2 separate regions of the Mus musculus genome follow, and region 1 is linked to region 2. Evidence: chromatin contacts called from public promoter capture Hi-C data. All regions are on one chromosome and are shown on one strand. Each heading gives the region's core, a stretch centred on a gene start, on an enhancer-like site or on the middle of the called end of the contact. The rest is flanking DNA. Distances are from core to core; before and after follow the strand shown. Region 1 overlaps Pkd1 (polycystin 1, transient receptor poteintial channel interacting). Region 2 overlaps Traf7 (TNF receptor-associated factor 7).

What was found. Capture Hi-C pulls out chosen DNA fragments and counts their contacts.
Region 1: a promoter capture Hi-C map of adipose tissue shows a contact between it and region 2. The contact joins two enhancer-like sites. A contact is called at or near these places in 6 of 39 promoter capture datasets (the HPC-7 cell line, embryonic stem cells, hematopoietic stem and progenitor cells and 3 more), 11 of 484 Hi-C or Micro-C datasets (the G1E-ER4 cell line, embryonic stem cells, extraembryonic endoderm stem cells and 5 more), 10 of 115 datasets of contacts at active chromatin or transcription factors (the 230-238 cell line, the HPC-7 cell line, the SCID.adh cell line and 5 more) and 4 of 9 other capture datasets (adipose tissue, embryonic stem cells, liver and 1 more).

Annotation. Positions count from the first base shown.
Region 1 is chr17:24,582,222-24,588,794 of GRCm38.p6, forward strand. Pkd1 (polycystin 1, transient receptor poteintial channel interacting) reads left to right here. Exons shown (of 46, transcript NM_013630.2): 27 at 3,456-3,626; 28 at 3,702-3,845; 29 at 3,943-4,153; 30 at 4,241-4,367; 31 at 4,958-5,071; 32 at 5,179-5,228; 33 at 5,429-5,613; 34 at 5,707-5,800. Among named protein-coding and RNA genes, the nearest start is that of Pkd1, 36 kb to the left of the region's middle. Within about 2 kb of position 2,505, at least 34 of the 459 cell types and tissues checked have an H3K27ac peak or open chromatin away from gene starts, as enhancers often do. A contact at or near this core is called in adipose tissue, where this site is marked.
Region 2 is chr17:24,511,202-24,517,801 of GRCm38.p6, forward strand. It overlaps Traf7 (TNF receptor-associated factor 7), which reads right to left. Exons shown (of 21, transcript NM_001172113.1): 4 at 5,304-5,395; 5 at 3,512-3,628; 6 at 2,924-3,016; 7 at 2,698-2,731; 8 at 1,992-2,175; 9 at 1,749-1,883; 10 at 968-1,185; 11 at 812-885; 12 at 575-623; 13 at 371-498; 14 at 114-196. Among named protein-coding and RNA genes, the nearest start is that of Traf7, 13 kb to the right of the region's middle. Within about 2 kb of position 3,905, at least 24 of the 459 cell types and tissues checked have an H3K27ac peak or open chromatin away from gene starts, as enhancers often do. A contact at or near this core is called in adipose tissue, where this site is marked.

The DNA.
Region 1 (6,573 bases), core at 1,255-3,754, 70 kb after region 2:
TAGTCCAGGCTAGCCTCACAAATATCCACCTGCCTGTGCTGTGGATTAAAGTGAGTGCTGGGATTAAAGGATAAAGGCGTGCACTGCATGCCCAGCTGATGCTTATTAACACTAAAACTCATTACTGGGGATGCAAAGATGACTCAGCAGGAAAAGGTACTATTACACCTGGCAACCTGAGTTTGATTCCTAGGCTTCATAGGCTGAGAACAGACCCTGTGGTCAATTCTCTGACCTTCCGAGCCGGGCGTGGTGACCACACCTTTAATCCTAGCACTCAGGAGGCAGAGGCAGGTGGATTTCTGAGTTCGAGGCCAGCCTGGTCTACAGAGTGAGTTCCAGGACAACCAGGGATATCTATACAGAGGAACCCTGTCTCGAAAAACATAACAAAACAAATTCAAACCAAGGTATTTAGGTGGGTATGGAACCTCATGCCTTTAATCCCAGCAGACAGGAGGCAGAGGCAGATGGACTCTGTAAGTTTGAGATCAGCCTGATCTATATAGGAAGTTTCAGAGTTATATAGTAAAATCGTCTCAAAATTTGAGAAAAAACAAAAGTTAAACCGGGCGGTGGTGGTGCACGCTTTTAATCCCAGCATTTGGGAGGCAGAGGCAGGCGGATTTCTGAGTTCGAGGCCAGCCTGGTCTACAGAGTGAGTTCTAGGACAGCCAGAACTACACAGAGAAACCCTGTCTCAGAAAACCAAAAAAAAAAAAGTTAAAAAAAAAATATGGACTGAGCACAGGGTCCCCAATGAAGGAGCTACAGAAAGAACCCAAGGAGCTGAAGAGGTTTGCAGCCCCATAAGAGGATCATCAATATTAACTAACCAGTACCCCCAGAGCTCCCAGGGACTAAACCACCAACCAAAGAAAACACATGGTGGGACTCATGGCTCTATTTGCATATGTAGCAGAGGATGGCCTAGTCGGTCATCAATGGGAGGAGAGGCCCTTGGTCCTATGAGGGTTCTGTGCTCCAGGATAGGGTACTGCCAGGGCCAGGAAGCATGAGTGGGTGGGCTGGTGAGCAGGGGGAGGAGAGAGGGGATAGGGGATTTTTTGGGGGGAAATCAGGAAAGGTGAAAACATTTGAAATGTAAATAAAGACAATAGCTAATTAAAAAAAAAAGAGGGAAAAAATAAAATAAAGGCTCACTATTTTGGCTGGGTGGTGGTGGCGCACGTCTTTAGTCCCAGCACTTGGGAGGCAGAGGCAGGCAGATTTCTGAGTTCGAGGCCAGCCTAGTCTACAAAGTGAGTTCCAGGACAGCCAGGACTATACAGAGAAACCCTGTCTCAAAAAAACAAAAAACAAAACAAAAACAAAAACAAAAAAAGCTCACTATTTGTATAGATTGGAAAAATGGGTTGTAAAGGCACTTAATCAAACCTGAATTGTTTCTGGGATCCACATAATGGAAGGAAAGAACCAACTCCTGTAAGTTACCGTCTGTCTCCATCAGTAAGCTGAGATGCAAATGCCCCCCAAAATAGGTGGAGCTTTGCTTTTTTCTTCTCTAGTACAAAGCCTCCCAACCGCAGCCTCTCTCCCCTCCCCTCCCCTCCTCCCAGTTCCTCTTCCACATGCCTTCTCCTTCACAGCCACTGTTCCTCCATTTCCTGGCAGAAAAAAGCAGGCCTGCCAAGCAGATCAGCTAAACATGGTATAAATGTAGTAAGACCTCATATTACAGCTGGGTGAAACATCCCAGCTGGAGGAAAAGGGGCCTAAGAGCAGGCAGAAGAGTCAGAGGCAGCCCCATTCCCACTGTTAGGAGTTGCACAAAAACCCCAAGTTAAACAACTCCAACATCATATGCAGAGGACCTAGTGCAGACCCTTGCAGGTTCTGTGAGCCGGAGTCCTGCTCTGTTGATTCTGTAGGCTGTGTTCTGTTATGCTTGGCTCCCCTAGCTCCTACAATCCTTCCCCCCCCCCACCCCACCCCCGCTTCCTCACAGTTTCCTGAGCTCTGCCTAATATTTGGCTCTGGGTCTCTGCATCTGCTCCCATCAGCTACTGAGGAAGCCATCTGATGGTGATTGGGCTAGGCATGTATCCGTGTGTACAAGTGGTTTTGTTCTGTTCTGTTTTTAATCAGAGGTATTAAGGATATTAATACTTCCCCAATATTTCACTTAAAATTCACAAGCCTGGATGAACAGTGGAGGTGCACACCTTTAATCCCAGGACTTGGGACAGAGGCAGGTGGATCTCTAAGTTTGAGGCTAGCTTGGTGTACAGAGCAAGTTCCAGGACAATCAGAGCTACGCAGTGGAACCTGTCTTAGGGGGAAAAGTTTACAAGCTTGGGCTTCATAGTAAGGCCTATTCCAAACACTATAGACACACGAACACACCCTGGAAGTGAAAGTGCTTTGCTTACTTTTGGGATCTTCAGATAATTGTGAATGCAGCTACTCCAGTGACCTCTGAGACAGAGTAGGCTCTGTCAAGTGACATGCTCCAGGTTCAGATTGACTTTCAGCATTTTCTGTTTGCTGTGAATGTTGTGAAATGCCCCCAGAGCTCTTTGGGGAGCTTTTACCAACTGCTTCTGCCGAGACAGCCTGCTCTTTTTTCTTCTTCTGCCCAGACAGCCCGCTTTTTTTTTTTTTTGACAACTTTCCTTGTTTATATGAAAAGTCTCTTTTCTGACAAAATCCAAGGCAAGAATTTTTACTTCAACAACTTTATTTATTTTTTTATTCTAAATTTATTTCCAGTGTTGCTATTTTTCCCTCATGGTATGTGTGTGCTTGAGACATGCTATGTGCCTGAGCACGACCCCAGCCCCGCCAGTTTCTTTCTTTGCCATGCTTTCATTATTGCTGCCAGTTCTCTCTTCTGAGTGCCCAGTTTTAAACGTTGTGAATTCATCTATAGAGAAAAGGAGACTTCCTAGCTCTGTAGCTGTTGTCTGTGTGACTGAACTGTGAGGAGGCCTGGTTACTAGTGATGTGTATCCCATCACTTGATAGACTGGCAAGGTTTATAGTCCTTGCTACTGGAAGCCCTGCTACTGTGGGCTTGGTATTTGTTAACAGATTTCAGAAACTGAGGCTTGTGTCTGTTTGATCTGTACAGCCTGGACCTGGTGGTGTAGGCCTGTCATCCCAGCTACTTCGGCGGCTGAGCTGGGTGGGGGTGGGGGTAGGGGTGGGGGGTTGTCACAAATTCAGGCAAGTGAGGGCAAAGTGTAGGCTAGTTTGGGCAACTTAGTCAAATTCTGTATTAAAATAAAATGTTTTTTTAAACGGCTAGGGATGGATCTCTGAGGTAGGGCATTGCCTACAGTACATAGCCCTGGCTTCAGTCTGCATTACTATAAAAGGAAAAATTTAAAACTTGTTTAAAGCCAAGGACTGCCTGTTTTGTTGGCACACAGATGACCCATAGAATTTTTTTTTATAATGAATGGCACACCTTAGAGTTCTCTGCCTTCCAGGTACCACTGCTCACGTCGGCATCATGCTGTATGGAGAGGACAACCGTAGTGGTCACCGGCACTTAGATGGGGACAGAGCCTTTCATCGAAACAGCCTGGACATCTTCCAAATTGCCACCCCGCACAGCCTGGGCAGCGTGTGGAAGATCCGAGTGTGGCATGATAACAAAGGTCTGGGTGATAACTGGTGTCACCCTGCATCCTGCCAGCCTGCTTCAGTCCTCACTGAGGTGTTTTTCTCCACAGGGCTCAGCCCTGCCTGGTTCCTGCAACACATTATCGTCCGGGACCTACAGAGTGCCCGCAGCACCTTCTTTTTGGTCAATGACTGGCTGTCTGTGGAGACTGAGGCCAACGGGGGCCTAGTGGAGAAGGAGGTGCTTGCAGCAAGTAAGCCTACTACCTGCTGAGGTGGAGACAGGGAGGAGGGGATGGCAGTGCTGGGCGGCTCACTGCTTCCCTGCTGCACCCTCCTAACTCTCCCCAGATGAAGCTGCGCTGTGGCAGTTCCAGCGGCTCCTCGTGGCTGAGTTGCAGAGAGGCTTCTTTGACAAGCACATCTGGCTCTCCATATGGGACCGGCCGCCTCGTAGCCGCTTTACTAGAGTCCAGAGGGTTACCTGCTGTGTTCTCCTCCTCTGCCTCTTCCTGGCTGCCAATGCTGTGTGGTACGGAGTTGTGAGAGACACCACCTACAGGTAGGTCCTGTGAGGTTTGCTGGACCCTTGGCTGACTTCTTCCTACTCTTCTCTCTAACTTCTTCATTCTTTTCTTTCTCACCTCAGCATGGGACCTGTGTCCAGTCTGATCTCTCCTGGTGTTGACACAGTTGCTATTGGCCTTGTGTCCAGTGTGGTAGTCTACCCTGTCTATTTGGCTGTCCTGTTCCTCTTCCGGATGTCTCGGAGTAAGGTGGGCTGAGTAAGGGCCTCAGAACTCTGAGGTCAAGCATGGTTTGTGTTGTTCTTTGTGGCAGTCAGAGAAAAAAGTCCAGAAACCAGAAGTGATTCTTTGAAAGGGTAGACAGAACTGATAAGCCATCAGCTAGAGTGACTAAAGGGGAAGAGGTCCGAATTACCGAAGTGTGAATTAAAGGAGGCATCTTGTTCCCTCTAGAGAAATAGATGAGGCTAGAAGCAAATTCCATGAGCAGCTGTACACCAACAGATTAAGGAACCTAGAAGAAGCAGTTGACTGCTAGAAAGACACAAACTGCCAAAGTCAATTAAAAAAGAACTCTAGTAGCCAGGTGATGGTGGCATACACCTTTAATCCCAGAGGCAGGTGGATCTTTGAGTTCAAGGCCAGCCTGTGCTATAGAGCAAGCTCCAGGATACCCAGGCCTACAGAGAGACCCTGTTTTCAAAGAAACAAACAAACAACCCTCAAGGATCCCCTATAGCAAGAGCCCAAGTCAGTCATTGAGAATCATCACAAAGACAAGCCAGGCCAGTGGCTTCTAGCAGCCATTGAAGACTCACATCACTGTTCTCTCCTCACAGGTGTCTGGGGACCAAAACCCCACACCCACAGGGCAGCAGGCCCTAGATGTTGACAGCTACCTGGACCCATCTGTGCTAGACAGCTCCCTCCTCACACTCTCTGGCCTCACAGAGGTGAAGGCTCTCCCAGGGACTCAGGGCAGGCTGAGCTGGTTAGGACTGCTTGGGCTGTCCTCTCTGCTGCTGCAGAGCATCCTGACGTGCTCTTTCCTTCTAAGCAGGCCTTCGCTGGGCAAGTGAAGAATGACTTGTTTCTGGAAGATGCTAAAAGGTGAGGCTGCCTAAAGAAACTGTGAGCTTTGGCCTAACTCAGCATTGCCTGGCAGGCCGTGTTGGGATGGTGGGCTGCATGTGCTCGTCCTGTTTTGGGAGTCTTTGGGAACTCTCACTGGTGTCTTTGTGTGATGCTTTCTGTGTCTCTGTGACTAGGCTTAGGCCAGGTACAGGTAACAATGTCTACGTTGCCTACAGCCTGGTGTGCTGGCCGTCCAGTGAGGGTACTCTTAGTTGGCCAGACCTGCTCAGTGACCCATCTGTTGTGAGCAGCACACTGCAGCGATTGACCCAGGGCAGGCCTGGCTGCATGTTGGGCTCAGAGGAAGATGGTGCCTCTCTGGTTAGCCCTTCCTTGCCTGCCAAATACTTGTCGGCCTCAGGTGAGCCAGAGGTGGGAAGGAATGGCTTCAGAGCTCTAGGGGAATTCAAGGTACCAAGTGTCATGCCACTTCAACATGCTTTGTTCTCTCTAGATGAAGACCTGATCCATCAGGTACTGGCTGATGGGGCCAACAACCTGGTTCCTACCCAGGACACCCTCCTAGAAACAGACCTGCTTACTAGCCTGTGAGTGCCTGGCGTGGTTGGAAGGAGGCAGGGTGTTTGGGGTAGCTGTGTCGTGGGGCCCTGTGCCTGCCTCAGGACGCTGAGGCCCTGGCTGCACTGAAACCAGTGTGATACTGTGCCTGCGTTGCTTGGCCTCTCTGTAGAGGGAAGTTCATAGGATCCTTAGGGACCCAGCATCCTTTAGAGAAGTGACAGAGGCATGGGATATTTGAGAAACAAGAGGTGACAAGCACGTACGTATACCTCAAGGACTTGGTCTGGGGAGATATTTTGGTTTGTATTTTCAGGCAAGGTCTTACTGCATAGCCATAAAGGAACTTTGATTTTGGAGTCAAAATTGAGAAATCATGGAAATATTCTTAAATACCTCATTTTCATTTTGAAACTTAACTATTTGAATGCTTACAAATTAACAGATTTCTTGGTTTTCTTGATTCAGTGACAAGAGTTTGCATAGAATTATATATTCTTTTTCTCATCTGTATCTATGTCAATATCTATATTTTTGCTTAAATTTTTTGTTTGTTTTTGTTTTTCAAAACAGTTTCTTTGTGTAGTCCTGACTGTTCTGAAATTCACTCTGTAGACCAGGCTGGCCTTGAACTCACAGATCTACCACCCTCTGTCTCCTGAGTGCAGGGATTAAAGGCATGTACCACCACCACCACCACCACCACCACCACCACCACCACCACCACCACCACCACCTAGCTCATTCTAAATTTCAAACACCAGAAATTAGTGATGTGTGAACTATACTGGAATGTAGAAAG
Region 2 (6,600 bases), core at 2,655-5,154:
CACCTAGGTATCCAGGATTGCACAGGTGTGAGTGTTCCATAGATGGAAGAGACACAAGGTACACAGATTCCAACAGGCTCAGGGCCCACAAGGTGGCAGTTATTAAGACTCACCCCTGGATACAGAGCGCCAGCACAATACCATCATGACCTTCCAGTGTCTTTTGGCACTTGTAAGTGGTACAAGTGTCCCATACCTGCAGAGATCACGTCAGACCAGGTCCAGCAGGGTCAGTTTGGTGACAAAGGATAGGATAGCAGCCATTAGAAGAAAAGACCCAAACATGGATAAGGGACAACCAAGGCTGGTATGCAGTGCCCAGCTGAGTCCAACCAGGCTTCAGAGCCTGTGGAACAGGACCCCCACTCACCTTGATTGTCTTGTCAGAAGAGCCACTGAAGAGCAGGTCACCCATGGAATAGACACAGAGACACCAGACAGGGCCCTGGTGTCCCACAAAGGTCCCTTTGCACTTGAAGATCTGCTGAGGGTCATAGGCTACAAATGGGAGAAGCTAATGAGGGACTAGTAGGGCTCTGGGGACAATGTGGGAGCAGGGGTGGGCTCTACTCACATCCAAGGATACCCATGTTCAGCCGTGCATTGATGTGAGACAGCTCATCCTGAAAGACCAAGAACGGCAGAAAATGGGTGGGTGGGGCTCACTGATCTGTAATGAAGCTACAGAGCCCTAGGCCTAGGGTTAGCTCTTACTGGAATATAGCTCCTGAAACCCTGAACACTAGGAGCAAAGGCCAGAGGAGAACCCCCGTCTGTCCGGAGTTTCAGCACCACAGCCCTCCCTACTCACATTCAGCATGGACGCGTCCCTCCGGAACTCCATGAGGTCCTCGCTGAGCTTGCTCTGGTTCTCATCCAGTACGTCTGGGCAACAAGACAGAACGGGATCACCATCACCGGGGTCCAGAACGGCGCTGAGCCCCGTGGTCTCTGAACTAGACCTTACCAAACTTAAGCTCAAGGCTCTTCTCTAGCTGGTCAATCTTCTCTGAGAGTTTGCCCAGCATGGAACGCAGGAAGGCAATCTCCTGGTCCTTTTGGGCCAGTGCCACATGCATCTCGTGGAAGCGGTCATCGGTCTGCTGCAGGAACTCCTTCAGGCCCTCGAAGCGGCATGTTTCTAAGTGTGTCTCATAGGTGTCCTGATTCCCAATAAATGTGCACCTGGGGGAACAGCACAGCTACCCACCTGCCTGGCTGGCACGACTGACCCCTGTCTCCCTGACCCCATTAAATCTATGAGTCATCATGGTCATGCCCATTACCCCCAGATCAGCAACCTTCTTGACCCCCAGCACCCAGCAGTCAGGACATATCACCAGTGAAATCTTATACCTCCATAATGCTTCAAGGACTCCTCCCTCCCTCCCTCCCTCCCTCCCTCCCTCCCTCCCTCCCTCCCTCCCTCCCTCCCTCCCTCCCTCTGAGTAACATCTTTGCTCATCACCAGCCTCTCTGCTCCAAACAGCTGGGCAGGATCCTCCTGTCCTTCCAGGCTTCCCCTCTACACCTATTCCAGCCATTTGCTCAAATTTATGACCCACCTTCCCTGATAACCCACTTCCAACCTGTTCAGTCCTTTCTGTGTCCTCCTGGGCACCTGGATATGGGCTGTGATGGCAGTTACTGGTGTGACTTCTGGCTCTGGTGCATGTCCCAGGCATCAGCTCCCAGAAGCCCTCAGCCTAGGAACGCAGACCCACCAGCCCCCGCCCCCACCCACTCACCCGTACTTAGAGTGGGGACACTTGATGTGCTCGCATTCTTTCAGGTGGGCCTCGAGATTCATCTTGAGAAGGGGTGGGCAGCTGGGGTTGTTGGGGCAGCGCACAGGCCTGTAGTCACAACTACTCTCGTGGTCCCTGTGCATACACAGGACACAGAGGTTGAGCTAAGACCCCACAATGTAGCCCCAGAGAGGTAAAGGTGCTCAGCAGCCCCAGGGAAGTGGAGGAGCAGAAGGCACTCACTTCCGGGCACTAAGCTTGATGGTGAAGGGGCAGCCCCTCGGGTCTACCTCAAAGACCCCAGGCTTTCCAGTGCCCGCTGCGTGGCAGCCATGCCGACAATGTATGAAGAGCTCTCCAATCTGCTCAGCGACTGCAATGTTGTTCACCACTACTGTCAGCTTGGCATTGTCCACAGGACACTTCTCTGGGAGAGGAGGACATGTTGAGCCCACCACCTACCCAGCCACCTCTCTCCCTGGCAGCTTTGCCCAGTGGGAGGCCAAGTCCTGGGGAGGGAGATGCAATGGCACAACAGGTGGAGAGAAGCCCACCGAGTGCCTTGCCCACTCTTTCATTGGCCCCAAGGTGCCGGTGCAGGAAGAGCTGCACAGCAGACCTCCCAGAGGGAGAAGGACAGCTAGCTGGGTGTGGAGAAGAAGCAGGGACTGCCAGGGACAATGGCATCTGTTGGAGCCCAAGCCTTCACCTTGGGACTCGGCCCACACCCACCACAGCCAAAGCTCTGAATCTGGAGACACCAGGAATTGGGGGTCTGCTTTGCTATTGAGGTCCTTCGCCAGGCTTGAGCCTTACAACACTATTCAAGCCCTGGGAGAGGCCACACATGCCTGGATAAGAAACCAGTGGCCTCTGCTGGCTGCCCGGGAAATAGCAGGGTGGAATTAACCACCAACCTCACAGGTCTGGAAGGAAGGCACAGACCTACCTGACTTCAAGGCGCATCGTCTGCAGAAGGTGTGCTGTGGGGACAAAAAGTGGACTTGGGGGACAGCTGTAACTGTCTTCCCTCCAGTCAAGGTCAATGGTAGCCCAGAGCTCACACCGTCCTACACCAAGGCAGAGAGCTCCCGCTGGACAGCCAGCTTAGGAGGATGAGCGAGGGCCACAGCCCTAGGAACAGGGTTGGGGAGTGAGCATGCCCATGGCCTCACCCCACATGTAGTGATCACAGGGTCCTTGAACACACTGCAGCACAGCTGGCAACACAGCTTTACCGAGGGCTGCTCGGCAAATACCAACGGCTCCTAGACAGAGTGGGGGACACGGTCAGGACACGGGTGGGCGCTTCAGGAGCAACCCTGTCACATTAACTGCCCAGGCCGCCTGCATGTCCGCCCCATCCAGGGCTGTTCACCAGCACTGGGACTATCCTAGAAGGCACCGTTGACTAGAGAGAGCCACGAGAGGACCAAGGAGCTGAAGCAAGGGGTGTGGTTCAGGGGCAGGCTGTAAGCAGCAAGAAACCGCACACACAGCATCTGCAACAGTCAGACAGCCTTACTGGCCTCTCTTCCTGGCTTACAGACTAGCAAAGCGCCCTATCTGAGCCACCTGCCCACACCTCATCCCCAGGCGGCCTCCACAGGAGGCGGGGATTTCAACATTAACTAGAGGCCCTAATCAGGTCTGACCTACCCTCAATGTGAGCTATGGAGGTGCAGTCTAAGGGGAAAGTGCCCCGTGCCACCGCAGCAGTGACAACTCTGGAAGATGATTCCTGCCAAGCCTACCACACCTACCGGCTCCTCCTCCTCCTCAGGCAGCGAGAACGTGGAGCGCAGGGACATGCTGGACTCGGAGTGTAGGGAACGGACAGAGATGGCTGAGTCAGAGCGGCGAGGAGTGTTGATGGGGGGCTGCACAGATGGAGGCAGCCTTTCAGGGGCTTGAGCCCTGTGGAGGCAGGGGTGCCCCTAAGCCACCCCAATTTCAGCAAGCTCACAAGGCTGTGGATTGTGTGCGGGAGGCTGGTATGGCCTCAATCCCGCTGCCTGTGGTGGCCAGCCTTGGCCTTTGGTGCTGGGCTGCCCGTTCTTGCCTGCCAACTTTCTTTGTGTAAATGGAGAGATTTCCTGCTATTCAATTTTACAGGACATGCTCAGGCTTCTTCCTGCTTCCCGTGAGGGAATGTGGGCTGCAGAGAGGCTGCATCCAGCAGCCAATCATGGGGCAGCTAAGAGCCCAGATCACTGAACAGAGTAGTGTAGAAGCCTGGGCAAGGAGAGGTGCGCAAGGCTGAGCTGCTTTCTAGTCCTAGCCAGGGGGGTTCACGGTAATGACAGGAATGTTCTACCAGAGACCTAAAGGGAGCAACCTTTGATGAGGTCGTAGGGGAGAGCAGCACAGTATCCAAGAGTATCCCCATGCATGACCATGTAGGACCATGTGGGCCTAGGCCCACCTGCCGCTCGTGAGCCTGTGTCCAGAACAGGAGGCAGAGACTGGGTCCATACTTCATTCACCAGGCAATACCCATCTCTCCTTATGGTTTCCCAAGTTACATCTCGCATGGGAATGCCGTGTGAGACCCAGAGGGTAAAGTTAAAGGAAGTGGGTCAACCCCCCCCACCCCCCCCCCAGGCAGCAACGGCAGGCAGGAGCCAGTACAGAGCTGTTCTCTCCCCTCTGCTCATTGACTAGCACAGCTCTTAGGCTCTCCCTCCAACCCAGTCAGGGGGGTGGGTTGGGCATGGCTGCCCAATGTCCCACAGCAAACAGAAGATTCTAGGACATCTCTAAAGTTACTGACACCTGTCAGACACCCCAGAGTTATCCAAAATCAGAAGCACAATGAATCCACTTTCAAGGCCCAGGCTGCAATCAGGAGTTGGGTGGAGACTGAGAGGTGAAGCTATGGGGTTTGGGTTCCACGTAGCTGACCCATCCTTAGGCTCAGGGCTGGGCAGTGCCTGGCCCACAATATGCCTACTTAGCATTTATCTTCCCATTGAAAAGGGAAAAAGGGGTTGGGCCTGGTAGCACATTCCTTTAATCCAGAGACAGAGATAGATCTCTGTGAGTTCAAGGACAGCTTGGTCTATATAGTGAGTTCCAGGATAATGAGGACTACATAAAGACGCTGTCTCAAACAAATAAAAACAACAAAACCCACACACACACATACACACACACACACACACACACACACAAAAGCAAAAAGAAAGGGGGAAAAGAAGTCTGGTTCCTCTGCCTCTTGAGCAAGGACTTTGGTCCTGCCAGTCATCCTCTGTTCCACTGGCCAACTCACCTGAGAGCACCTTTTGTGGCACCCACCTCATTTAAGATGGAGCCCAAACTGCCTGACACTGGCCTTCAGGGGCCACACCCTAAAGCGCAGTCCCACAAACTGGCTGCTTCCTGCTACCACTCAGCTACAGGAGCCTCCTCTTAGGTTCAGGAATGCAACAAGAGCTCTGCCAGCAAGGTGCCTCTCTATCCCAGCTCTGCTCCCCTGCAGGCTTCTCTTAGGACCTCAGGGAAGAGGGTAGGAGGTGGGAAACTACACCAGGCTCCCACATCGTGGACACCTACCATGCCGTCCTCCTCATCCCGTGGCGAATAGGCAAGGGTGCTAGAGGAGGAAGGTGTCCTGCGATGCTGTTTGTATGTGCCAGTCCCATCAGCTGCTGAAAAGACATGGCTGTCAGTGGAGGAAGAGGCTAAAGTGACAGAGACAGCTGGAAGAGCCCTTGTCTATGGAGCCCTTCAGATTATCTCTAGCTCTCAGTCTCCCTGGACTAGACTGGAATATGGTTATCCAGGATTGTCTTCCAAGTACCAGCAGTATGGCCCTGGCTCATCAGACTGGATCTGCAGACAACTGAGAATGGACTGCTAGCTGCCCCACCCTGCTTACCAACAGGAGACTTAAGTGTATTTCTTTCCTTTGGTGTAGAGAACCCAGGACTTGGCTCATGCCAATCACCAGCAGGAGATCCCCAGCCTTTGCTTTTTAAAAACTTTATATGTATGAGTGTTTTGCCTGCATGTATGTCTGTGTACCACTTATGTGCCTGGTACCATGGAAGCCAGAAAATGGCTTTGGATCTTCTGGAACTGGAGTTAAAGATTGCTGTGAAACACCATGTGGTTGCTGGGAATTGAATCTGGGTCCCCTAGAATAAAAGCCAGTGCTTTTAACCACTGAGCTATCTCTCCAGATTCAGTTCTTGTTGAGTTTGGCTTTTTGAGACCTGGAACTCATAGAGATTGACCCGTCTCTGCCTCCCAAAGGGCTGGGATTAATGTAGGGAGACAGTATCTCCCTATATTGCTCAGAGTTATTTCAAATGCATTACTTTCCTGCCTCTACCTCTCTCTCAGAGCCCTGACAAGGTTCTGTTCTTCAGCCCAACAAAGGGCCCTCCATGCCTAGCTGGTCACAGAATCAACCCCATGAATGGCCTGGGTCACTTGGGGGCTTCCCTTTGATCTTTAAAGTAATTCTGCCAGGTTGAATTTCTTTTTTGGTTTTTTTTGTTTGATGGTTTTTCGAGACAGGGTTTCTCTGTATAGCCCTGGCTGTCCTGGAACTCACTTTGTAGACCAGGCTGGCCTCAAACTCAGAAATCCGCCTGCCTCTGCCTCCCAAGTGCTGGGATTAAAGGAGTGCGTCACCACACCCGGCCCCCAGGTTGAATCTCTAAAAGGGAAACTGAGGCACAGAGAGACTGAAGGACCTCAGCTAATACATGGCTACTCTTAGTCCTCCCTAACACAATCAGAATCAGGAACTGGGGCTAGATTTTTGTTCTCCCTCCTCTTGCCTATAGAATGCCCTGCCTGGCTTGGGCCAGAAAGCAGAGGTTCCCCAAGAATGAAAAGTCAA